Linked DNA regions of Mus musculus: regions 2, 3, 4, 5 and 6 are each linked to region 1. A link is a contact called in public ChIA-PET, Hi-C, HiChIP or PLAC-seq and promoter capture Hi-C data. All regions are on one chromosome and are shown on one strand. The core of a region is the stretch at or near the end of the contact, and the rest is flanking DNA. Distances in the headings are between cores, read along the strand shown.

Region 1 (3,763 bases), core at 530-3,029:
AGGCTCTCCCTCGTCCTCAGCAGTCTAAGTGCAACCCCCTCCACCTTCACCTGGAGATCCAACCCAAGCTTCAAAGTGCTCCCGACAAACACGCCACTCTCTCCCCACATCATCCTCAGGGGAAACTTTTTTAAAAATGGAAATGTAAGACTCAGAAACTCCATAGGTAGGTAGGTATACATACATATATATCAAATTCTTGGTGGTTTGGAGTCAGAGAAACGACCCTGTATGTAGTTCACTGCGCACTTATGACTTTACCTAGGAACAAAGGCATTATTTTCCCCGGAGTTCCCCTTTCACCAGTGGGAAAATTGCTTCAGATAGGATTTGGACAAACCTTCAGGTGTTAAGAGTTCACAGAACAAAAACCAAGCTCCTAGACTAATTTTAACCAAAGATTACTTGTTCTTTAGTCTAAATGCACACAAAACTGTACTATGGCCCAAGGCATTACAGAGGAAAACTTAGGTATCAAAAAAATAGCCTTTTTTCTTTTGACAGAGGGCTTATTTGTGAAGGATTAGGCGTGGTGTGTGTGTTAACAATCAGTGTAGCATGAAAAAAACAGACGAGGCGACTGTGTGAAAATATAACACCTTCGATATGCACGGGACTAAGAACCAATGGTCCAGGTCTTGCAGAACACAACTCTATGATTAAGCTTCATGGCTCACCAGCCTCTCTTTTCAAGATTGGTTTGCTTGGCAATCCAGCCCTCTGGCCATGACTCTGTATAGGGATGTGAGACCGAAACCCCAAGATCCTGCGTGGCTTTCACTCGGCCGGAGAAAAGTGACAGGGATGCTGGCGGGAAAACCCTGCAGGCCAAGTTTCCCCCCCACCAAGCCGGGCTCCCCTCCCCCTTCTGGCCACCTTCGCCAAAGAGAAGGATCCAAAGAGAAAGTATACAATCCAATCAGCGAAGGCCTCGGAGAAAGTTGATCGTGGCACCCATTTCCCATCCGCGGGAAAAAGCCAGGCGGCGGCTGAGTGGCTGGAGAGCGGCAGCTTGTCCCCCAGCGCCGGGATGGCCTGGCGCCTCGGGAGGGCCGGGGACTAGGCCCGGCCACCCGCCCGCCCGGGAAAAACTCCTTCCCTCCCGCGCAGCCCGTGCCTTCGGGCCCGGGCGCTACCTGGGACGCGTCCCTGGGGGTGGACAAAGGATGCGCCAGGGACGCCGGGACGCGGACCAGCCCCGGGCGGCCAGAGCGGACAACGGCCTAGCGGGGAGATGGGGGAGGGGGTGGCTGGAGACCCGCCGGACCGAGGGGTGGGGCAGGGCCTGTCGCGAGGCCCGGGCGGCGGCCGCCCTCCACCTCTCCCCCACCCCGAGGTGGGGCGAGGGTCGGATTTCAGCCTCACCTGAAGTCCTTGTCGCTGGATGTCATTTTCTCCAGCAAGTTGGAGATGTGGTACGAAGCGCTCGCCATGTTGCCGGCCTCGATCCCGCCTGCTGGCTCAGTGGCTGCTGGGCCCCGCGGCCGGGGCTCCTCCTCTCCTTGGCGGCGGCGCCCGCTTCCAGGGTCGCACCGCGACGCGGACTGGGGAAGGCGCTCCGACGCGACGTCCAGTCCCCGGCCAGACGGGGATGGGGAGGGGAATGGCTGCCCCGGGGGGGAGGTAGGGGAGGCCGAGAGTGAGTGACGGGGACGGCCTAACGACGGCGCTGCTCGCGGGGCGCCGAGCTCATGGGCGGCGGGACGGACGGCTTGGGCCTCGCCGGGAAGCCAGACACTTGCGTTCGGGCCGCCTCGCTCCCACTCCCTCCGCACTCGCTCCCTAGGGCAAGAGGCCAAAGCCCGCCTCCTTCGCTAGGAGGGCGGGGGCGGCCGACGCAGGGCGCTGCGGGGAGGCGGGGTCGGAGGTCACCGGGGCTGCCCGGCGCACTCTGCGCAGTCGCGGTTTACAGGGACGCTCCCGTTGGCCCGGCCGGCTGTCTGTCTTCGCACGGGCCGCCTTTCGGGCGGAATGGCAACGCCTCGAGGGGCTCTTCTCGCGAGACCTTAAAGCGACGGTTAAAGGACGGGCAGTGAGCGTCCAAGGCCGGAGTTCTGCAAACGCTCCTTGCTCCTCCCTGCGACATTAAGAAGGAAGGTCTATGCGTTTGAAAGCGCGTGGGGCTTGTGGGTGATGATGCTAAGAGCTGGCCTGGAGGCCAAGGGGTGCAATGGAAAAATGAGCTCTCTTTCCGAACGGTACGCGTGGCCGAAACTGTCCCCTAACAACCATGCTGTATGGTTGCCACGTGAGAACTACGACTCCCACAATTCAATTGGGGACACACGAAGGACGTGATTGGCTCTTTGAACCTGGAGTTTCTTTATTGGTTCCCGTGGTCGGAGAGAATGCTGGGATTTGCAGGCAGGCAACGCGGGTTATGCTAAATAAAATCTTTCCATCGGCGTGTGCTGTTTCTAAAGTGTCTGTTTCCCTGAAAACATCGCCCACTCCCACCCCCACCCCCGTCCTCATGTTGTTTTGGGCAAGCGCCTTGCAAAATTCAGTGTTTTGGTAGGGGCCTAGTCGAACCTTAGTACTAATCTTTGCTCCGCTAAAAGGCCTCAGGGCCACAGTTTGGACGTAATCCTTTTATTCATCCCGGAGCCACTTTTTTTCTGTTCCATTTAGGTCCTAGTAAGGATTCTCTCCCAATGCCAAACATGGATGGTGCACGCCTCTAATCCCTGATCAGTAGAGGCAAGTGTAGGAGAGCCTTGTGGGTCTCAAGTATAAAAGCTAGCTTGGTCTCTAAATCGAATCCTAGGCCAGTTAGGGGTATCTAGTGCAAACCTGTCGCAAATAGGGGAGGTGGTGGGGAAGTATCATTGCAGATTGTGCTCTGAGCCTACATCTTTCAATAGTCGGCTTCTGTGCACTTAGTTATGAAATCTAAGTTTTCCTATGTGCTCGGATACACCAACACAACCACCAGAGATCAGAGGTGACATGTACAACTGTTTGTTTACTCTCCAAGTTTCCCTAACCGTTCAGTATTTCACAAATAGCCCAAAGAAGAGTTGGAAGGATCAGAGATTTAGGTTTGGTTTGCTTTTCTGAGATAGAGTTTCTCTGGGTAACCCTGGCTGTTTTGGAACTCAATCTGTAGACCAGGCTGATCTCAAACTCAGATCCCCCTGCCTCTGCCCCCCTGCCCCTCTGACCCCCTGCCCCCCTTCCCCTCTGCCCCTCTGCCTCTGCCTGCAATATTAGGATTGAAGCTGTGTGCCACCACGCCTGGCTAATAATTTGTTTATTTTACGTGCATTGGTGTAATTCCTCCATGTGTATCTGTGTGTGGGTGTCAGATCCCTGGAGCTCCAGTTATAAACAAGTGTGATCACTGAGGGTGTTAGGACTTGAACCCCTGGTCCTCTGGAAGAGATGCTCTTAACCATTGAGCCATCTCTACAGCCACCTCCTCCATAAATCTGTAAAATAGCTCACTAAGCCGGCCGTGGTGGTGCACGCCTTTAATCTCAGCACTGGGGAGGCAGATGATGGATTTCTGAGTTCGAGGCCAGACTGGTCTACAAAGTGAGTTCCAGGACAGCCAGGGCTACACAGAGAAACCCTGTCTCAGAAAAAAAAAAAAAAAAAGCTCACTGATTCCAGATACTCCCAATCCCAGCAAAACTACCTGATTTTCCCCCCCTTATTTGCTACATTCACCAAATAACAGTATCTAAAGAACTATTACAAAATATTGTTTGGGCTCAGAGCACATTTATTGCCGCCCCCCCCCCCCTTTATCGTTAGTGGG
Region 2 (3,763 bases), core at 632-3,131, 680 kb before region 1:
GCTCTCTTATGGTTCTAGGGCAGCATCTGGAAACTGCAACCCTTGTTTCTCTCTGAATTCTATACACTCCACATGGTTCCTGTCACTTGAAATGCTACTATTCTTTAATTATCATTTTCTATAGGGAAAGGTGGGACTTTGTTATTGAATCCTAGTAGGGTTTAAGAGAACAAATGTGTAGGGGACAGACGCGGTGTAGCTGCTGGGATAAACATCTGAAAAGATGATCCTGGAGCCCAAGTGTTGGCCCGGAGCAGGACAGACCCTGGGAAACTGAGTGATTCCGAAGAGGGAATGAGGTCAGGGGGCAGAGAATATGAAACTGCGCTGGTCGGTGGATATGTCAATCTATCTGTCAGTCAGTAACCAAGTCTCTTCTACAGGCAGCCAACACTCTCCCCTCTCCTAAGTCAAGAAAAGACAGCTTTGCCACACACCCCAAAGTCATTTTACTCTGCCCATTTTCTGTGCACCTCCCAATATCTCGCTGTCCCCTGTGAACTGCTCCTCCTCCTTCTCAGGCTCCGCCCACTTCCCAGCCTCAGCCCTCCCTCCCCTCCCCTGACCCCACACTCCACCCCCATCTCTGCAAAACACAGAAGCTTACCGAAAAGAGGAAAAGAGTCACCTGCTACTTGTTTGTACCATCTTTTATCTTGGGTCTTCCCAAAACCCAAGTATCAATGCATCGACAGATAATCACACAAGCGTGTGTGCAGTTGTGCCACGTGACCAACTGACCAGCCCATGCAAGAGAGGTCAAAGAGGATGAGACACTTATCGTAGAGCGTCTGTGGCTTCAAAATAAATAATTAAAAATCATGAATGCTTTTCACATGCTAAGATGTAAAAAGTTTCTAATCCTCAGCAATGAGAACGAGAAGGCTGAGCCAGGTTTCTAGGTTTGTGACTCTAAGAAAACGAAACCGATCGTTCTTATCCTTCGTCTTTGATTCACTGCTATGGCTGGTCTGGTTAGGGCTTACAGGAGCCATGTCAGACTAATGAATGTCTCAGAGACCTGTTTGAACCCGGAAGACGAAACTTCTCTCGTTTGGCCCCTTCATCAGCCAATCGAAGAAGCCTGCTTTAAGGATATTGATTTGAATTCAATTTCAATTTTCTAAACAAAAAAATTATGTAATTTGCCTTAATTTGCAATATGGATTGGGAAAATGGAACCTACCCAAAACACACAAGAGGCCACTTACTGGAGCTAATCCTATAGTATCACCAGAAACCCTATAGTATCACCAGAAACCCTATAGTATTACCAACTTTCCCTGTTATTTTTTTTGTTGTTGTTGTTATTAAAAAAAATCCGTTGGTTATCCAAGACCTTGAAGGCACCGTTGCTTTAAGGGTATCTCTAACTAAATGCCTTTGCAACCTGAATACAAAGGCCCTACCAAGTCCATTTCCACAAATCTCCTTGGGACCACGTCACTAGAATAATTCCACCAAAGCTTACTGTGGACTCGAGTCCAGCTGGATAGAGGCTTTACGTACTTCTTCTAGCTCATTCTGAAATCTCAGGAAGAGTGTGTGGGCTTGCAGAAACAAACAGGTCTTGAGCAATTCCTTCACCCGAACTGACTTAGACCATTCCTTCCCTTTAGCTTCCTCCCATTTCATTCTAGCCTTCCCTTCTCCTGTCCCTTCCACCTCCTATCAGAAGCACGAAAAACATCACCCACTTGCAGCATCTCCTAATGCCACCCATGGTAACGCTACATTTTAAGGACATGCATTTATTTGTTTTAAAAATGTACTCCGCAAAAGGCCCTCCCAAGGAAAAGCGTCCTCACCCTCCTGATGCCAGTCCAAGTGTTATTTTTCTCTCAGGCTCTTCTCTTCCCGGATGACTATACTTTTGGTTGGTGTGTCTCTGCAAGAATGCTCAAGACCTCTTAAAGAGTCAGAAAAGCTACCTGGGTTTGCAGGCAGCTTCCTGTGGGGGTCACAGCCTGCAGAGTGAACAATGAATTATTGCACAGAAGATGGGCAAGGTGTGTGAAAAAAACAGGAAGCACCTGTCAAAGTGTGACTTTCTTCCTGGCAGCAGAGAGCTCCCTCTGAGGTGGTTCTAGATGCTTCTTGCTGCTTCCACTGTGACCTCTAAGACTGTGAAGTACCCTAGAGAACAAGGAAAGACCTGTGAAGGGAAGGGTTATTTGGACACTTTGATGGAGGGGTGAGAGTGATGGCCGTTCATAGCTTCTCTAGGTTCCTTTTTGCCATAGAGATTCGTTTGTATAGAACTGAAACTGAGTGATCATTGCAATGGGGAAATTTGAACACCTGAGAATTAGAAGTAACATATTTATTATTGCTGGTTCCTATCATAGGGACATGCTTCCATTGATTGATTATTCAGTGAACATATTCTATGTCAAACAGTAAGAGAGAACTTAGGCATTAACAGGGGACAAAACAAACATGTATTCCCGTATCCCGTGTTAGCCTTAAATTTAACTTATAAGGCACCGTGTTTCAGATTTGCGTTTTCACTTTTTAAAAAAAATGTATTTTATTTTTTATCTAGGATGTGTAAGGGAAGGGGTATGTACTTGCTCCTTCAGAGGTCAGAGGTCAGAGGACAACGTGCCGGGTTTGGTTTTCATGCAGGTCCAGGGAGTCAAACCCAGATTATCATCTTGGCAGTAAACACCATCACTCAGAATCATCTTGGCTCTTCACGACTTTGCTTCCTTTCCCGTTTTTAAAAAATCCTTGTATGCATGTATACGATTTAGTAGTGTTCTTAATGGAAACACCACTGAGATCAAGTCCCCTCCTTGAGTTTGAAAGTTGTAAGTTGTTGGAGGTAGCTGGCCAGGCCAGCTTGTGATAGATAGTATGTGCTAGCAACACGTAGACCAAGCAAGACATACCTCTGTTAGCTAATTAGATTAACCAAATCCCTTGACTGGAGACACCTAATTGCTGCCACACTAATGCACATGTGGACATAGAGAAATGGATTAAAGAGTCTCAAAGTCTCAAATTTACCTACCATGTTGGTTTGCATAATGTTGGTAACTGTTTTCATAGTGGGGTAGGGTGGGGTGAGGGGGCGATGTTAGAGACCTTATGAATGGCACAGGTAAATAATGCAGCCCTCGCATGGGTATGGAAGATGATAGACAAGTTCACTGAGCCTTCTATCTCCAAGGACTTCTGTTTCTTCATTTAGAAATGTAAAACTGAGTGAAGCAATCCTACCCATCCTTTCAACATGTAATTTTCTTGACATTTCAGGCAAATCTTGTCCCCACTTCCTATGGAAACACAAGACTCAGAAAATGGTCCAATGAAGGCGGGTTTAAAAGTGACGCCTTGGGAGAAGCCTGAGTACACTTGGTTTCCTTGGGTGTCTGAACAAAGCGTTGAGGGTAAGGCATGATTATGAAGAAACAGGAGGGAAAAAAAACTTCCAGAACTTTCTCTTGCTCATCCCAAGAAACCAAGTACCAGAGCAGCCAGACAGCATGCTTGAGAACCGAATATTCCTTAGGAACCCACATTACTACTGTGGATAAGGTTTCAAAGCTTGTTGGCAAAGAACGTTATTTCACTTGTATTATATGTTAAGCAAAGGTTAGTGAGTCCTCTAATCTTGCCAGTGTCCTCAATTGGAGTAACTACTTCCTGCATGTCCTGACAAAGCTTCCTGGGTCACAGATGACCTAATTGATCACTGCTCCTATCTGCTCACAAGTTGCTCTTCACAGCTAGGCAGAAGAAGCCCTGGGGTACCAGA
Region 3 (3,763 bases), core at 816-3,315, 670 kb before region 1:
CCCCTTTATTAGATATTTTCTTTATTTACATTTCAAATGTTATACCTTTTCCTGGTTCCCCTCCAAAAGCCCTCTAATCCCTCCCCCTGCTCACCAACCCACCCACTCCTGCTTCCTGGGCCTGGCATTCCCCTATACTGGGGCATCGAGACTTCACAGGGCCAAGGTCCTCTCCTCCCATTGATGACCGACTAGGCCAACCTCTGCTACACATGCAGCTGGAGCCATGGGTCCCTCCATGTGTACTCTTTGGTTGGAGGTTTAGACCCTGGGAGCTCTGGGAGTACTGGTTGGTTCATATTATTGTTCTTCCTATGGGGTTGCAAACCCCTTCAGCTCCTTGGGTCCTTTCTCTAGCTCCTCCATTGGATACCCTGTGCTCAGTCCCATGTGTCTCAATCTAAGGCTGAGAACATCGACCTCTGTATTTGTTAGGCACTAGCAGGGCTTTTCAGGAGACAGCTATATCAGGCTCCTGTCAGCAAGCACTTGTTGGCATTCACAATAGTGTCTGGGTTTGGTGACTGTATATGGGATGGATCCCCATGTGGGGCAATCTCTGGATGGCCTTTTCTTCACTCTCTGCTCCATACTAAACAGAGACACAGTGAATACCCATAATCCATTCTTAATGTTTTTTTCTGAAGTGAACTATTTGCACCACAATCCCTACCTCACAGTTCACTTTTGCCTGAATACAGACATCAGTATTGATGATTAAGTGGCAATAGAGCTTCCCAATAAATCTTTGGATAATCCACTTCTGTGAGGTATTCTGTTGTCAGTTAATGTCCATGAAGAATGAAAGGGAGTTGAAGCTGTCTGTCTGCCTGTCTGTCTGCATATTGCCTGCCTGTCCGCCCGCCCACCCACCTTCCTTCCTTCCTTCCTTCCTTCCTTCCTTCCTTCCTTCCTTCCTTCCTTCCTTCCTTCCTTCCTTCCTTCTGTTCTTAACATCTTTGGCTTTTGGTTACAAAGACAAACCCTATCCAGGTTCACCCACAAGGCCACCTTCCCCTCATCTGACCAATCACACCCAAGTGGACAGGAACTAGTATGCCTGGTTCAGATAAGTGATGATTTACGTTTGGCTCAATTCCTTCTCGGGAACAAATCTGGATTCTTTTAGCTGAGAGGCAGTGGAAATGGTGTGTGTAAGCAGCAATGAAGAAATATCTCATACAGAGCACTATCATTTATGCTGTTTATCAATATTGTGGTAAATATATCAGCTTCCTGTCCCCACATGACCTACTTCCAAGCAGTGGCCCTTTATGAGATTCAAGGGCAATGGTGATATGGAAGAAAAACCACTCTCCTTTGCTTCGATAGTAGCTTTGGTACGACTTTCTCTCTTTTATCTTTCCTTGTTTAATTGTGTGTGTGCAAGTGTGTGTGTCTATGTGTATGTGTGTGTGTGTGTGTGTGTGTGTGTGTGTGTATGTGTGTGTGTGTGTCTGTGTGTGTGTGTGTGTGTGTGTATGTGTATGTGTGTGTGTGTGTTTATGTGTGTGTGTGTGTGTGTGTATGTGTGTGTGTGTCTATGTGTGTGTGTGTGTGTGTGTGTGTGTGCTACTAAACATTGAATCTAGATTCTTGAATAGAGTAACAATGTCTACTAATTCGCTGTATCCTAGGTTCTTCCTTCTGTGTCTTTTCCTTCTGAAATAGTTTTTTACTAAATTGCCCAGGCTGGTTTTGAACTCACTGTGTAGCCGAAGCTGGCCTTAAACTTGTAATCCTCCTTCCTCAGCCTTCACAGTAGCTGGGATGACAGAGCACACTCCCAGGCCCTGCTTAAGATGCCATCATTGAGTTTGTGTCCCTGTGTCTTTTCATGAGTCTTAGACAACTTTAGCAAATTTATTTCTGATTCAATCTGAGAAAATCCTTTTTTTTTTTTTTTTTTTGCTATAGTCTAAAAGCCATAAACCATACTAATTAGTCCTTGCTTGTAAAGGGGCCATGCTCAGCTGACAGCATCCTTTGTGCAGGTGTAAAAGGAAGATGGAATCTGAAACAATAAAGCTATTTAGAGGAAACTTGCTAAATGAAATCAAAGGCCGGTGGCATTCAGAAGAACAAAATCTGAGCTCAACTGAGGTACCACAAATAGTTCCTCACAAGGAGGTCTGTAAGGAGCCCTTGGGAAAGAGCTGGGCTTTTAGCATTGAATGCTGCCTTCCACAGATGTAACTGTGGATCTTAAAATACCACATGCAAGTTAGTTGTTAGGTCAGAGCGTATTCAACTTGACATGTGCAAGGATAAAACAAAACAGAACAAAACAAAACAGAACAAAACAAAACAAAACCTTACTTTCTTTTTTGAGGACCTTCACTGGTTGAAAGAACTTAATAAATCAACGTTCCTGCTAAGTTACTTATTATTAAACAGCACATGATATTTGTTTCCACAAGAACAACTCATCCTTAGTCAATGCGGAACTGACACCATCAAGAGACAGAAATAGAACACTGGCCACTCATATAGTCAACCAATATGTTAGTCTTGCTATCCAGAGAGCCACACAGAGCAATTGAGGGAATTCAATATCATTGGAAATTCAGCAACACCACTTAATTCAAACTAGAATGTATTCTGTCCCATAAAACTTTATGAAGCAGATATGGTTAATTCTGATAATTCCATTTTTGTAGCTTATAAATCTTTTTAATACTTCTTGAACAGTCACAGATAATCTAGAGAAATAATGTGTCCCATGGTTTTCTGTCAGGCTATCTCCACTGCTGCAGATGGTTTAGCTCTTAGTCTTCTTGACCATCATAGTACTGTATATGGAAATGAGGGAGAGTGTGGGGGAGGGACAGAGGGAGGGAATGGGGGGAGGGAGGAAGAAAGAGAAATACAGAGAGAAATACACTCACAGAGGGAGAGAGGGAGAGGGAGAGGGAGAGAGAGAGAGAGAGAGAGACAGACAGACAGACAGACAGCGAGACACAGAGGCACAGAGACAGAGACAGAGACAGAGACAGAGACAGAGACAGAGACAGAGAGACAGAAAGACAGAGACAGAGAGACAGAAAGTTCCGCTACTTATTTCATTCTAGTTTAGCTGCTTTGAATGCAAAGACAGATTCTGGAAGCCCAGAGAACAACCTAAATGAAAACTTATCCTCTGTTCCCTACTGTGTCTGTCTGTGGGAAGGAAGAGTGGGTCCTGGACTCTTGGTGATGCATCCCAGAAATCTAGATTGGGACTTTCTCCCTGAGGATGTACCCAAAGCTATGAATGTCTACTCAAGAGCTTCAGAACAAGAAATTATGAGCCAGAGGCTGCTATGAATGCATGCCCATGTCATAGGAATTTACAAGAACATAACCTGTAGGTCAAATGCACTTCAGGGTGTCTATGAGTGGCGTCCAACACAAGTTTGTAAACGTACTTAAACATGGGATATTGTGTGTGTTTGTAGGTGTGTATGTGTTTTAACTCTGTAACTGAATTGCATGCTTAAGTGTGACCTTGTTAGATAGCAACTTAGTAATGCAATATCAGAAGACTGGATGTGGCTGAGATTTAAGGCTATCCATCGCTCCAGGTGATTAGTGCTGACTGTTGTTGCTGATCCTGGGGCAGCGTAAAGGAACCTCTGTCACTGTTGGCTCTGGCTTCTACTGAGCAATGGGAACAAAGACTTCCTTCTAGCTCTGGCCTCTGCCCCATAGAGTTAGAAAGTGCATTGCCTTCTCCACGGTAGACCAGTGATTCACCTGTGGGTCATGACCCCTCTGGAGGTCA
Region 4 (3,763 bases), core at 528-3,027, 640 kb before region 1:
TAATTGAAAAAAAGCAAGCATCCATTGTGAATCTACGTTATTACTTTTTAATTTCATTTGCTTGCGTGTGCGTGCCGGTGTGTGTGTGTGTGTGTGTGTGTGTGTGTGTGTGTGTGTGTGTGTGTGCGCCAGCTGAGCGTATTGCTGTGCCCATATAATCCCAATACTCTGAAGTCTGAGACAGGAGGATTACTGTGAGTTCAAGGTTAGCACAGGCTATACTTTGTGAGTTCTAGGCTATCCTGGACTACAGAATGAGAGGCTCTCTCAAAAGAAGAGAACAAGAGGGAGCCAGCGGGATGAAGGAGATTTCAACAGAGAGCTTGCTTTCGTCACTCCCGGTCAGCTTTCTCTCAAAACTGTAATAAAGCAGGTGACGGTGCAACAGTAGAAACTCCTCTTCAAGGACGACTTGGGAGCTGGCAGTGGTGGCAGGCACACACACACACACACACACACACACACACATACACACACACACACACACACACACACAGAGGAGGGCACACATACACACACATACATATAGACACCCACCCTGTGCACACACACATACCACCCCTACACACACACACACACACACACACTGTATGACTTGGTGTGGGGGCTGTGTGAGCTGTCTTTATCCCCCCTGTTTCCTGAAGCGTGGCCCCCACAGGGGCAGGTACTGCCTGTGAGGTGGGATGCTCACTCCACTGCTCTCACTCTGCTCATTACCTCAGTGATAGGCCCCCGGGGAGATGCTGGCTTCCATCTGCTCTTTAGGAACGTCCTTGTGTAGGAGCGAATTGTGTCCTAACTTGGGTTATTAATTTTTATAGTGAGATCTCAGGGAGGTTATACTGAGTTTACACATGGAAAAGTAGGTAGAAAGTTGAAGGTTTTTCTCCAGTAAAACAGGAACACTCACTACCCCACTATACATACATACATACATATACATACATACATACATACATATATTCACATATGTAGACACACATGCACGCATGTCCAAGTGTGCACACAAATGCACCTATTTTCCCTAGACAACTATATAATGTAGTAAATTACTATAAGTTGTGCTTGTGTGTGTGTGCAAGTATTTGTGCATGTATTTGTGCATGCATGTTCCTATGTGTGTCTATGTGCCTGAGTGCATGTGTTTGAGTCTTTTTCAGGCTTTGCTTCTGAGGATGATGAACACAGAGAATGATGGAGTAAATGAGCCACTCCGGGAGAGTGAGCAATGAATACCTGGGCACGTGCCTGAGATTCAACTGCCACATCTGTACTTGAGTAAAGCCTTGTGGTACACAGTGTTACCTTTATCATCAACATCATCATTGTCATTGTTATCGTCATCATCATACCTTGTATCTCTATATCACCTCTTGCTTGAAAACAGACATTTCAAAAATACACTCAGGCCTTGTCACAGATGTGGGTGGCGAGTGTTATTCTAATCTCTCTCCAGATGAGAAGAGCATAGCCCAATGCCCAGGGAGCTAAAGGAAGCGTTGTAAAACTGAAGCTCAAGCTGACCTGATATAATTTGTTGAAGTGGGTACTGATTTTTTTCCCAGTTTTTTGTTTTTTTTTTACTGAAACATGACCTATGCCCCATAAATTTACATTTTGAATCTGCATATTAGTTATTTTTAATATTTTCGCAAACTTGTGTGCCAAAACCACTATCCAAGAATATTGTTATAATCTCAGAAAGAAACCCCACATACATGTGGGGCCAGTGACCATTTCCTTCCTTTCTCAGCCTCTGGCAACCGCAAATCTACTTTCTGTTTCATTTATTTTTGTCTTTTGCCTGTTACAGAGAGCCGATACAAAAGGCTCCTACATTACCTGACCTTGTGTCTGGATCCTTTAACTTAGCATAGCATTTTCAAGACTCATTCTGACTTATGACCGAGTAAATCCCCTGCCCACCCCCCCCCCCAACCCCCAGTTGTATCGATAGACTGTATTTTGTTTGTTCACGTTTCAGTTGATGGACATTTGGGTTGGATCTACTCGGAGACTATTAAAATAATGCTTCTGTGAATATTTTCTATTTCCTGGAGGGGGGGGATGTCAACAAATGTCTATTCACCCATGATGACAGCTAAAGAAATTGTCCCGTCCGAATCTCACTTAGAAAAATGACAAGCTTATTGGGGACACCGACAGGAACATGGAAGACACAGGCAAAGGTTCCACTGGGAGCTCACTGCACCACGAGACGTTCTGACCCTGAAAAGCTGCATCTTTGGGGTTTCCTTCCTGTGTATGTGTTCAAAACTCCACCCTGCCCTCCTCATCCCATCCTTTTTGACCTACTTGAGTCTGGCCAGCTTTTCTTTCCTCTAAAGGAAGGAGTGTTTCAGTTTGGAGGATATAATGGTGCAACATTAGTGAACACGTTTTCTGTAGACATGTTTTCAGGCTTCTTGGATGTGTATGCAGTTGTGGAATTGCTGAGTGTCAAAGAACTCCAGTCTTTAACATTTTTGAGGAATCGTCAGAGGGCTTTATTTAGAGCAGTGGTTCTTAGCTTGTGAGGCTCAACCCCTTTGAAGGTCGAAGGACGTATTCACAGGGATCACATAAGACTATGGGGACACACGGATGCTTACACTATGCTACATAACAGTAGCAAAGATTACAGTTATGAAATAGCAACAAAAGTGATTTTACGGCTGGGGGTCACCACAACATGAGGAACTGTATTAAAGGGTCGCAGCATTAGGAAGACTGGGAGCCACTGGGTTTGAGCCTGCAGATTTGAATTCCCTCCCATGCTTGTGTAAGTTCTGAGCCTTTGAACCCTCAAGAGCAGCATTTTTTTTATCTACAGTTGTGACAATTACCCATCCTACTCAATGTAATAGTACTGATTGTTAAACAATAGGTGATTTTTAAAATATTGATTTTTTAAAAAATTATTTCAATGTGTGCATGTGCGTATGTGGATCTGTATTTGCGTATGTGAGTGCAGGTGCCTTTAGAGGCTGGAGCGGCTGGATCTCCTGCAGCTGGGGTTACAGATGGTTGTGAGTCACCTGGCTGCTGTGAGCTGAGAATCCCAGGGGGCAGCAAGCGCCTGAACAGGTTAGCCATTTCTCTGGCTCCATTGGATGATCTGTTGAAAGGGGTGTAACTTGAGCTGTCACTTCCTGGTTGGGAATGGGTAAACTGATCTGTGGAAAGGTAGCCACTTTCTGACTCTCCAGATTTCCTGGCTTCCTGGCAGCTCTGCTCCACAGAAGAGAAGGGAAGGTGCTCAAGGCGTCCTCCAGCCCCGGCCACCCCCAAAGCCCACGCTGAGTGTGTAGGGACGATTTTCCAACTTCAGTTCCCAGCTCCACGCAGACATGCTGCCATTCCCCCTGAGCTCAGGACATGGAAAGTCCTCACTTTCTTCAGCAGGTCCCGGGATACTCCGCTTGCATTGGATATGTTACTGATGAAACATCTAACGTAGCAAATGCACTGGCCCCGCGGTATCCTGACAACCCTGTAACTTGTGTTGTTTTTGACATGTTGATTCTGGTGACAAGGAGGTTGAAGACGAAGTGTAGAAGGTCAATTTCCTTCTCCGCATAGCTGACTGCGGTGGCATAGGCTGGACTGGGGAGGGAGTAATGTCCGCCGAGCCTGCCTGGCTCTTGTAGCCATTTATCATTGTATCAATGCGGGGACAACATTCCTGGCAAAAGTGACTAGAGGAAGGACGCATTTGCTTTTGCTCATGGTTTCAGGGTATCGCCCATTCGTTGTGGGAAGC
Region 5 (3,763 bases), core at 683-3,182, 540 kb after region 1:
TGCAGCTAAAGATCACCAGGCACTGGACCTAGAGAAAATACTAAGAACTTTTCTATGAGACAAATAATACAATAGCTTACTTATTGTCCATCCTGATGGCCTCAGTTTTACTATTTTCTTAAGCAGATTTTTTTTTATCAGTTTCTTCAAGTAAATAAAAGTCAAATTACTGTAAGCTCTAGGTAGCATGACTTAGAGGCTCAGCCTGGCCATTGTGTAGAACTTTCACTCTCTGGGGTGGAAAGCTATTGCAACTTTATTGCATTCAGTGTTTCTGTTATCTGCCATCCACATTGGCCATGATCTACTCAGACTGATACAAAGGCTGTGACTTCAAGTTTGCCTTTAATTTTAAAGTGCTATTAAGGAAGATACTTTAAATTCAGAGATCCGTGGCCTTTCAGGAAATGAGTGGACTGCATGTCAATGGCTCCAAGACCCCTTCCATTCTTTTTCCTTTCATTGTATGTCCAATCTACCTGTGTCTGAACCTTAGTGTTCTATTCTCAAATCTCTGCTTCTGATCACTAAGGTTTTTCATGTATGTCAAAACATCTGCAGAGACTGAAGCTCTATGCCAGTCTGCTATTCAATGGGGCTTAGGGTATATGAAACTCAGCCACTCAAGTCTGGTCGTGTGTTATTGGGTGGTAGCACCTATGATGGATAGAAGTGGGAACAGTTAAATTGGCAGGCATCCCATGTCTGTCTTGGAAGGGTTGTGTTTCTTTAGCATGAAGGCATCAGTGTGTTGTTGCTTCTTAGTCAGTTGTTCTCAGTGGTGTCACAGAACCTGAGAGTGTTAGCTGGTTCCCAGAAGTCCATTGCTTCTCTAGTGCTCCCTGCATTTGCCACAGGTTACCATCTGTCACTGGGGAGGGAGGAGAGAGCCCAAATCCTCCGAATGAAAACCGTAGTGATTGTGGATGGATCTAATTGCTATAACTTTCATTTTCCTGATGCAGAAATATCTTTAATGCAATTCCCTCTTGTTGTCATTATAGCCTTCTAGAAAAAGACGGGGTAATATCCATTGTCCTCATGTGTTATAATCTTCAAGTGTGGAAATCAGTGTTATGACTATCTTTCCATTATCTTTAGCTCTCAGAGTGTTTTGTTTTGTTTTACGGGGCTATACTCAGACAATAATGCCATCCTAGAGAGTCCCAGCATGCCTCTTTTCTAGTAATTGGTATTAGTGGCACCTCCTTTCATTCTAAAATTTTTCCTAATTGGACAATAAATTATATAGTCATCCTCTGTCTCTATTATAGGGTGTAGGAGGGTTTTTTTTTCCTCCTGCAGATTTATAGATCTCCAGGGTGTTCTATGAGAAAGAATCAACAATTTATACAGGCATCTTCCTTTCTGTATATACAAAGAGCATAAGAGAGAATTTGCACAGGGGGCCATGCCTGGCTGTGTTTATCTTCTTCTTCCCTGAACTTATGGAGACATGGGTTGTTGAGGAACACAGTAAGGAATTTAATTTTAGAGAAATTGCTTAGGAGACATTAGTCTTAATTATTGCTATCTTTTCCTTAGGAATAAAGCTTGAACTTTAATTACTTTGGTGTTCCTTTCCAGAAGGTGGTGTAGTTAGAGTAGATTTTTAGGCTAGACAAATTGGAAAAGAAGTACAAATAAAATCCCCTTCATTGTCTTACTGAAGGCTTCCTCGTCACCATCTTATTCCAATTGTGATGACAGCTCAGAATTAGTGGCCATCCGAGGTGGGAAGAATCCTTCAATGTCATTGACTGTGCTTTTGTAGTTCGGGAGGACAGCCAGCCCCTTTCTGAACAGCTGGAAGAACCTACATCTGAAAGCTAGCTAGGGGTTTAAAGGAAATTGCAGTGCAATTGCTGAAGTCTGGAGTCAGAGAAATGTCTCCATGGAAACTGTACTGTGATGACCCTGGGTAGCATTGATTTGATCAGCGCTCCTATGCCTGTAAATACTTTGTTGCAGGAAACAGGGTGTACCAGTCAACTGTTATCTCCTACACAGAGATTACCAGTTAGTCATCATCTAAACGAAGACACAAAAATGGATAAGACACTTCTTCTCAAACAGGCAAAAATATTTAAAGTTAATATCCTTTAATCTCCACTAAATTAATTTTATTTGTCCATGTTTCTGTGTTGGATTTTAGTGCAATATCATAAACATTTGGAGAAAAGACTAACGTGGTTCTATTTGGATGAACATCCCCATTTTAAGGCATGGGTAATTTTTAGAATGATCTGCTGAAGATTATATTTTCAATTCTCTCTCAGTGCACTAATATAAGTCACTTTGGCAACATGTTCCTTGCATTTGCATAATGACAGAGCATGACAAGATTGGTGATCATTTTTAACTACTGAGCTTCCTGGCACTCTGCTTGCCACCACATCTGTGTGTGCACCATTTCCAAAGCCATGGTGACATCAGATGCACACATTCTCTGAAATCAAGAAATGAACAAACACCTCCCTCAGCCACAAAGTGATTTCTTTCACAATGACCAAAAATACCAAGCCTCAATAAATATGTAAATAAGCTTTGAAGCTTAAAAGTCATATTACACAAAGCTGTCTTGCATGAAGTATTTCCTATAAAATTGACACACAGGCTTTTTGCTTATACAGTTGGCTTGTGCATACTGCCCTCTGTCTACAAAATTCAAGATATTTCATTTTTCTGCCATGAGTTATTGAAGTATGAGAACAGGTTGTTGTAGGTATTTTATCATCTGTAACTTGCTGGGTTTTTCTTTTAATAGAGGGTATTTTCAAACCAAAACTAAGTTACACATCAAAAGATCACTCGGGACTACAGTTTTTAGAAGTTAGACTCTATTTCATGATAAAAACAGAATTGTATAAATATTAATCACAGTCTTGTAATCTGACCAAATCCTATTTTCATAATCTGATCAAATTCCTGTTGGGGGCTGTGTGTGAGCTATGGGAAGGGTGAGGAAGAGAGACTACTCAGTGCCTAAATTGGGATTCCTTCCTGTCTTGAGAGTTTGAGGAACGGGCTGCATGGTGTTATCAAAAATGTGTCAAGACTTGAAACCTAGAGCTGTCGTGATTCAGTGTCCTCCCTCTATGGTGGCACACCTGGCTTGCTCCCACTTCCAGAATCCTGAAATGACAGAGGTCTTCGGATTTTAATTCAGTCCTTCTAGGACTTAAGTGCATGTGCTTCTGACCCATACGCTCACTTGGAAGAACACATCTGAGAGGCTGGAAGATCAAAAATGATAACGTTCAGCTCGGTTGATACCCAGCTTCCTCCGTGAATGTTCTCCATGCAGATTCCAGGAGCTACTTCGTGAGACCTCCATGTCTCCACCTACAGTGAGTCTGTCGGTTCCCAGGACCCTATACAAAGGGATCAGATAGGAAAATCAATGACCAGAACAGCACAGTATCTTCTCTCCTGATTTAAAAACTCTGTTTCCTCAAAGGGAATAAAAGTAAACCAAGAGTATTCACCTAGGCTTGGGACAAATGTAATAACAGTAAGTGGCCTTTTGTGCTTCTGTTTAGGCCATTCACTCCTCTTTTTCAGTGATCTTTTTAACACAGAAAGGGAGTGGAGGAGCTAGATAAAGAAAATAAGGATATTTTTATTTCTCATCAGAAATCACTGTGAGTCTACATGTATCAACCAGAGCAAATCCTACTTCAAAGAAGGGTGTGTAAATAGCTCTAGAAAGCACCATCTATGTGATGGCAAAGAGATAGCCAGGTAAAATATTTACACTGGG
Region 6 (3,763 bases), core at 355-2,854, 520 kb after region 1:
ATGCTCGCAGTACGTGTTTACCTTCTGAATTCTCTTCCTCGGGGCTCTAGTCTCTCACATCTTCTCTGCATCTCTCCCCTCCTATGCTGAGAGACTCTCAGGACCATCTTTGTTCACCTGTGAGGAGAGAACCTGGGGCCTGAAATCAACATCTTCCCTGTAGGGGCAGTGTTTCACTAGAAAGGACGGAGAGCAGGATTGGGGGGGGGGGGGTAGGGGAAGGTTTGTCTTAGTAACGACAGCCTTTGTGTGTGGATCCTGTGATCCATTATCATCCTGATTTGGCCTGTTCTCCCTTGATGCCTTCCTTCCCCTGACACCACCCTTTTGCCTCCCTTTTTTCCTCAAGTTCTCTTCTCATCTCTTCTTTTGCCCCTCCTGCTGCCACTTAAACTTTTTATCTTCCTACCAAGTTTGATCAGATTTTCTCTTTTGTCATAAAAGAGTCTTGGGACGACTCCAGGCAATAAGGAGCGAGACGGAATTTTACATCCGGAGTGGAGGCTTGTTATCCTTCTAGACTCTCCTGTCTTGCTGCCACTGGGCTTCTGGGAACTTTTATTATTGACTCCACTTGTTCTTCAGTGACTTTGTGCCTGTGACAGCCTTTCTCCAAAATACTTTCTCCCCCCTAGATTTTTTTTTCTTTTCCTCCCATGCCTCAGAAAACCCTTCCTCTTCTTTATTTCAACATAATAAGCATTATTTTTACCTTCAGTTTGTGTATCTTAAAACCTGTTTATCCTCGTTCTGTAACCTGAAGTCTGCCAGAGGGAGCCTTTCTGGTCAGTGGATTTATACATTGCTTCAGGAGACACTTGGACACCTCTTTACCCCAGTCTCCGCTCTTGAGAAGTGAAATAACCAAACTGCCCGCCCCATCACGCTGACACTAGTGTCACGTGACTTTGTCCATGGGAAACTAAGATGGCTGTCCGCCGCCGAAGCTCAGTAATTATTATTATTGTAGTTGAAATGATATATACAGTAGCCAGAAACACGTGGACATAAAACAGCTCATTTTTAAGCCTCGATCTTTCTACTGGTAATTCTAATAACAAATCTAATTATGTCTGCTTATTAGTTCTTTTTACCTCGATTGATTGGTATGTGAGTATAGGGCAGGGTGGGGGTTAGTATGAGGTGCCTTCTCCCATCACTTTGGACTTGGTTTTTGAGACAGGGTCTCTCACTGAACCTGGAACTCATGGATTCAACAAGGCTATCTAGCCGGTACATCCCAGAGATCTTCTGCCTCCATCTCCACAGGACTGAGGTTACAAGTGCACTCCACTGTGCTAGAGTCTTATAGGGGTGCCGAGGATGGGGTCTAGATCTACTTGGTTGTTCAGCAGACACTTCAGCAGCCTATATATCTCGCCAGCCCCCAGGTTCTACCGGTTAGAAAGCTTAGGTGCTTATTCCTGCCCATGCGCAGGGAACCCAGCTTCCGGCCTCACGTCACTCGCTCACACTCCGCATGAAGTCCATCCTGCCTATAAAACTCTTCCTTACATCACTCCTCACGCACAAACACTGACATCTGGCTTCTGATTCCGCCACCCTTTAAAGTACAGTTCGGGAAGGTGATTTTAATTTTTAAGCACTAACCATGGGCGCTGTTGTTACCATGGAAACCAAATCTCCTCTCCTGAGACATGGCAGCGGTGATCACCCCCTGACAGTCCGAAGACCTGAATTTCAGACAATCAGAGGCAGAGCAATTTGGGGGCCCCGTTCATTTAGAATTTTCTCTTTTGTGATTTCCGGGAAGCGTAGCGTGGCCCGTCCCAATTTGAGGAAGCAAAGAAAAGCCTGTGAATTGAGAGCCAGCTGCCAACTTTCCGCCCAAGGTAGCAGTCCCAAACACGTTTTTATTATTCTCTGGGAAATAAGGTCATAAAAAAGTAATTGCTGACACAACCTTAATGATAGCATTTTAAGTATGCTGCCTGTAATTAAAATAGGGATTTTATTACGGTAGACCTTCGAGAGCCCAGCCTGTGAGCCATTCACGTCTCCAGATTTACAAAGCAAGCAACTTTGACGCCTGCTGCTTTTGCTGTGTGGGCTGCACACTTCCTTTGTGCCTCTCCTGGTTGCCGCTTATGTACAAAACCACCTCTCTCCTGGCAAAAAGCACTAAGCATCTGTGTTTCCAACGATGCCCCGCAGCGATGGCGCCTCGGCTTTTCCGCAGACTTCCTCGAGAAATGTCACGAAGGAGCCCCTCTTTCTCCTTTGATTTCCCTTCCAGAATAAAACTTTCATGTACTGCACAATGAGGTTAAAATCCTACAAGGCTTTCTGATTAAAGTTTGAAGAGGACTCTCTCATTTCAGGCCATGTCAGATCCATTTCTCCCGTTCTTTCCCTGATGGGTAGACTAGATGCTGAGTGCAGTCGTGGAGGATAAAGACCAGAGATGATGGCTTTGACAGATTACACGATGCCTTCCCTTTCTCTCCTATAAAGAGAACTGTACTGGCAGCCCACATAGAGAGTTGCTGGTCGCCAGTGGGGCCCAACAGCCTCATGCTTTTGCTAGTCGACATCCTTAACATGTTGCCTGAGGCCCCGACAGAGCTGACTGGGCAGCAGACATTTTATCCAAGTCTCTGAGAGAAATAAGAGCAAAGAGAAGACTCTCATCCAGCCATCTTCCCTCTGTCTGAAGAAGCTGTCCTTAGGTGTCTAACCACTGAACGTGCATGCACAACTTTTTGGCTAGAACTTCAGTGATGGCTTATCACTTGAGTGTAATGTCATGTCTATGAAGCATCCATCTCAAAGAAGGGGAAAAGGGATGCTTACATCTGAGTTAACTGTCTTTGCTGCACCTGATGGTATATACTACTATGAGGAGTAGAAATAGGCATATAAATAGGCATACAAAGCAAACATTGACAATAAGTCCTAAAGAATTTTATTTCTTTCATTATTCACTTTACATTCCATCACAAACCCCTCCCTCCTCTCCTCCAAGTCCCATCCTCCTACTCCTTTCCCCCCATTCCCAGCACCCATAGGTCCAGACCATGGATGGTCTTTGATTGGTGGTTCCGGCTCTATGAGCCCCCACTGGCTAGTTGGCTCTGTATGTCTTCTTATGACACCCTTGACCCACCCTGTCTCCATCCCTCAACTCTTTCATAAGACTCCCTGAGCTCTACCTAATGTGTGGCTGTGTGTCTGCATCTGTTTCCATCAGCTGCTGGATGAAGCCTCTCAGATGACAGTTATGCTAATGGAGCAGACATTGAGGGAATGGTCAACCAATGACTGGCCCACTCTGAGACCCACCCCATGGAAGAGAGCCCACCCCTGACACTATTAATGACACTCTGCTATACTTGCAGACAGGAGCCAAGCATAACTATCTCCTGAGAACAATTTTATTTTAAAACAGTTCTTTTGCACAAGCATAATTTTACCATTTATAAAAGACAAAGATTTAGCTATTAATAATGGAGATGTCCTTGTTTATTTTGACATAGGGTGTTAAAACTTAGCTAAATATTATTTCATGGAACTAGCATTGTAAATACTTGGTCGGTTGCTATTTTTGATTTTTATAAGTAACCATGTTGAGGTTATCACTGTACACATATGTGTAACAAAATGGCAGAAGTATATTTAGGGTCATTTTTTTTTGAGATGATTAGAGATCCTGTTTTAATCCCAAGCCAGAATTCACATAATGATTTTCATGAGGCTCGAGTCAGCAACTCAAACTTCAATTTCAAAAATCAGGCATTCTAAT

The links. Promoter capture Hi-C pulls out the DNA fragments that hold promoters and counts their contacts. A called contact is a pair of places that touch in the nucleus more often than the background predicts. ChIA-PET counts read pairs in DNA pulled down with a chosen protein or histone mark. HiChIP or PLAC-seq counts read pairs in DNA pulled down with a chosen protein or histone mark.
Region 2: a contact with region 1 is called in an RNA polymerase II ChIA-PET map of memory CD8 T cells, with 110 read pairs. The contact joins the promoter of Ifngas1 here to the promoter of Cand1 in region 1. A contact is called at or near these places in 8 of 39 promoter capture datasets (the C10 cell line, the SN4741 cell line, frontonasal cranial neural crest and 4 more), 10 of 115 datasets of contacts at active chromatin or transcription factors (the NIH/3T3 cell line, T-cell acute lymphoblastic leukemia, acute myeloid leukemia and 6 more) and 3 of 9 other capture datasets (adipose tissue, liver and pancreatic islet).
Region 3: a contact with region 1 is called in an H3K4me3 HiChIP or PLAC-seq map of bone marrow-derived macrophages, with 5 times the contacts expected there. The contact joins the enhancer-like site here to the promoter of Cand1 in region 1. A contact is called at or near these places in 5 of 39 promoter capture datasets (the C10 cell line, cranial neural crest, frontonasal cranial neural crest and 2 more), 8 of 115 datasets of contacts at active chromatin or transcription factors (the NIH/3T3 cell line, acute myeloid leukemia, astrocytes and 4 more) and 2 of 9 other capture datasets (adipose tissue and pancreatic islet).
Region 4: a contact with region 1 is called in a promoter capture Hi-C map of pre-B cells, with 6 times the contacts expected there. The contact joins the enhancer-like site here to the promoter of Cand1 in region 1. A contact is called at or near these places in 5 of 39 promoter capture datasets (the C10 cell line, liver, neural stem cells and 1 more), 3 of 484 Hi-C or Micro-C datasets (CD4 T cells, the MNK3 cell line and peritoneal macrophages), 14 of 115 datasets of contacts at active chromatin or transcription factors (the 230-238 cell line, T-cell acute lymphoblastic leukemia, acute myeloid leukemia and 11 more) and 2 of 9 other capture datasets (liver and macrophages).
Region 5: a Hi-C map of cortical neurons shows a contact between it and region 1, with 4 times the contacts expected there. The contact joins the enhancer-like site here to the promoter of Cand1 in region 1. A contact is called at or near these places in 2 of 484 Hi-C or Micro-C datasets (both in cortical neurons) and 6 of 115 datasets of contacts at active chromatin or transcription factors (SST interneurons, craniofacial prominence, embryonic forebrain and 3 more).
Region 6: a contact with region 1 is called in an H3K4me3 HiChIP or PLAC-seq map of forebrain, with 6 times the contacts expected there. The contact joins the promoter of Grip1os2 here to the promoter of Cand1 in region 1. A contact is called at or near these places in 1 of 39 promoter capture datasets (hippocampal neurons), 1 of 484 Hi-C or Micro-C datasets (cortical neurons) and 1 of 115 datasets of contacts at active chromatin or transcription factors (forebrain).

What each region holds. Positions count from the first base shown.
Region 1 is chr10:119,238,276-119,242,038 of GRCm38.p6, forward strand. It overlaps Cand1 (cullin associated and neddylation disassociated 1), which reads right to left and starts at 1,780. Exons shown (of 15, transcript NM_027994.1): 1 at 1,366-1,780. The coding sequence starts at 1,433.
Region 2 is chr10:118,554,644-118,558,406 of GRCm38.p6, forward strand. It overlaps Ifngas1 (Ifng antisense RNA 1), which reads right to left and starts at 1,882. Exons shown (of 5, transcript NR_104123.1): 1 at 1,809-1,882.
Region 3 is chr10:118,571,011-118,574,773 of GRCm38.p6, forward strand. No RefSeq gene overlaps it. Among named protein-coding and RNA genes, the nearest start is that of Ifngas1, 16 kb to the left of the region's middle. Within about 2 kb of position 2,066, at least 10 of the 459 cell types and tissues checked have an H3K27ac peak or open chromatin away from gene starts, as enhancers often do. A contact at or near this core is called in bone marrow-derived macrophages, where this site is marked.
Region 4 is chr10:118,598,059-118,601,821 of GRCm38.p6, forward strand. No RefSeq gene overlaps it. Among named protein-coding and RNA genes, the nearest start is that of Ifngas1, 43 kb to the left of the region's middle. Within about 2 kb of position 1,778, at least 46 of the 459 cell types and tissues checked have an H3K27ac peak or open chromatin away from gene starts, as enhancers often do. A contact at or near this core is called in the 230-238 cell line, the MNK3 cell line, bone marrow-derived macrophages and 4 more, where this site is marked.
Region 5 is chr10:119,777,204-119,780,966 of GRCm38.p6, forward strand. The region is part of intron 1 of Grip1 (glutamate receptor interacting protein 1); the gene reads left to right. Among named protein-coding and RNA genes, the nearest start is that of Grip1os2, 17 kb to the left of the region's middle. Within about 2 kb of position 1,933, at least 7 of the 459 cell types and tissues checked have an H3K27ac peak or open chromatin away from gene starts, as enhancers often do. A contact at or near this core is called in SST interneurons and cortical neurons, where this site is marked.
Region 6 is chr10:119,760,095-119,763,857 of GRCm38.p6, forward strand. Grip1os2 (glutamate receptor interacting protein 1, opposite strand 2) reads right to left here and starts at 1,605. Exons shown (of 3, transcript NR_045359.1): 1 at 1,516-1,605; 2 at 22-117. The region is part of intron 1 of Grip1 (glutamate receptor interacting protein 1); the gene reads left to right. Gm46207 (a long non-coding RNA gene) reads left to right here. Exons shown (of 2, transcript XR_001779707.2): 1 at 1-1,853; 2 at 1,985-2,298.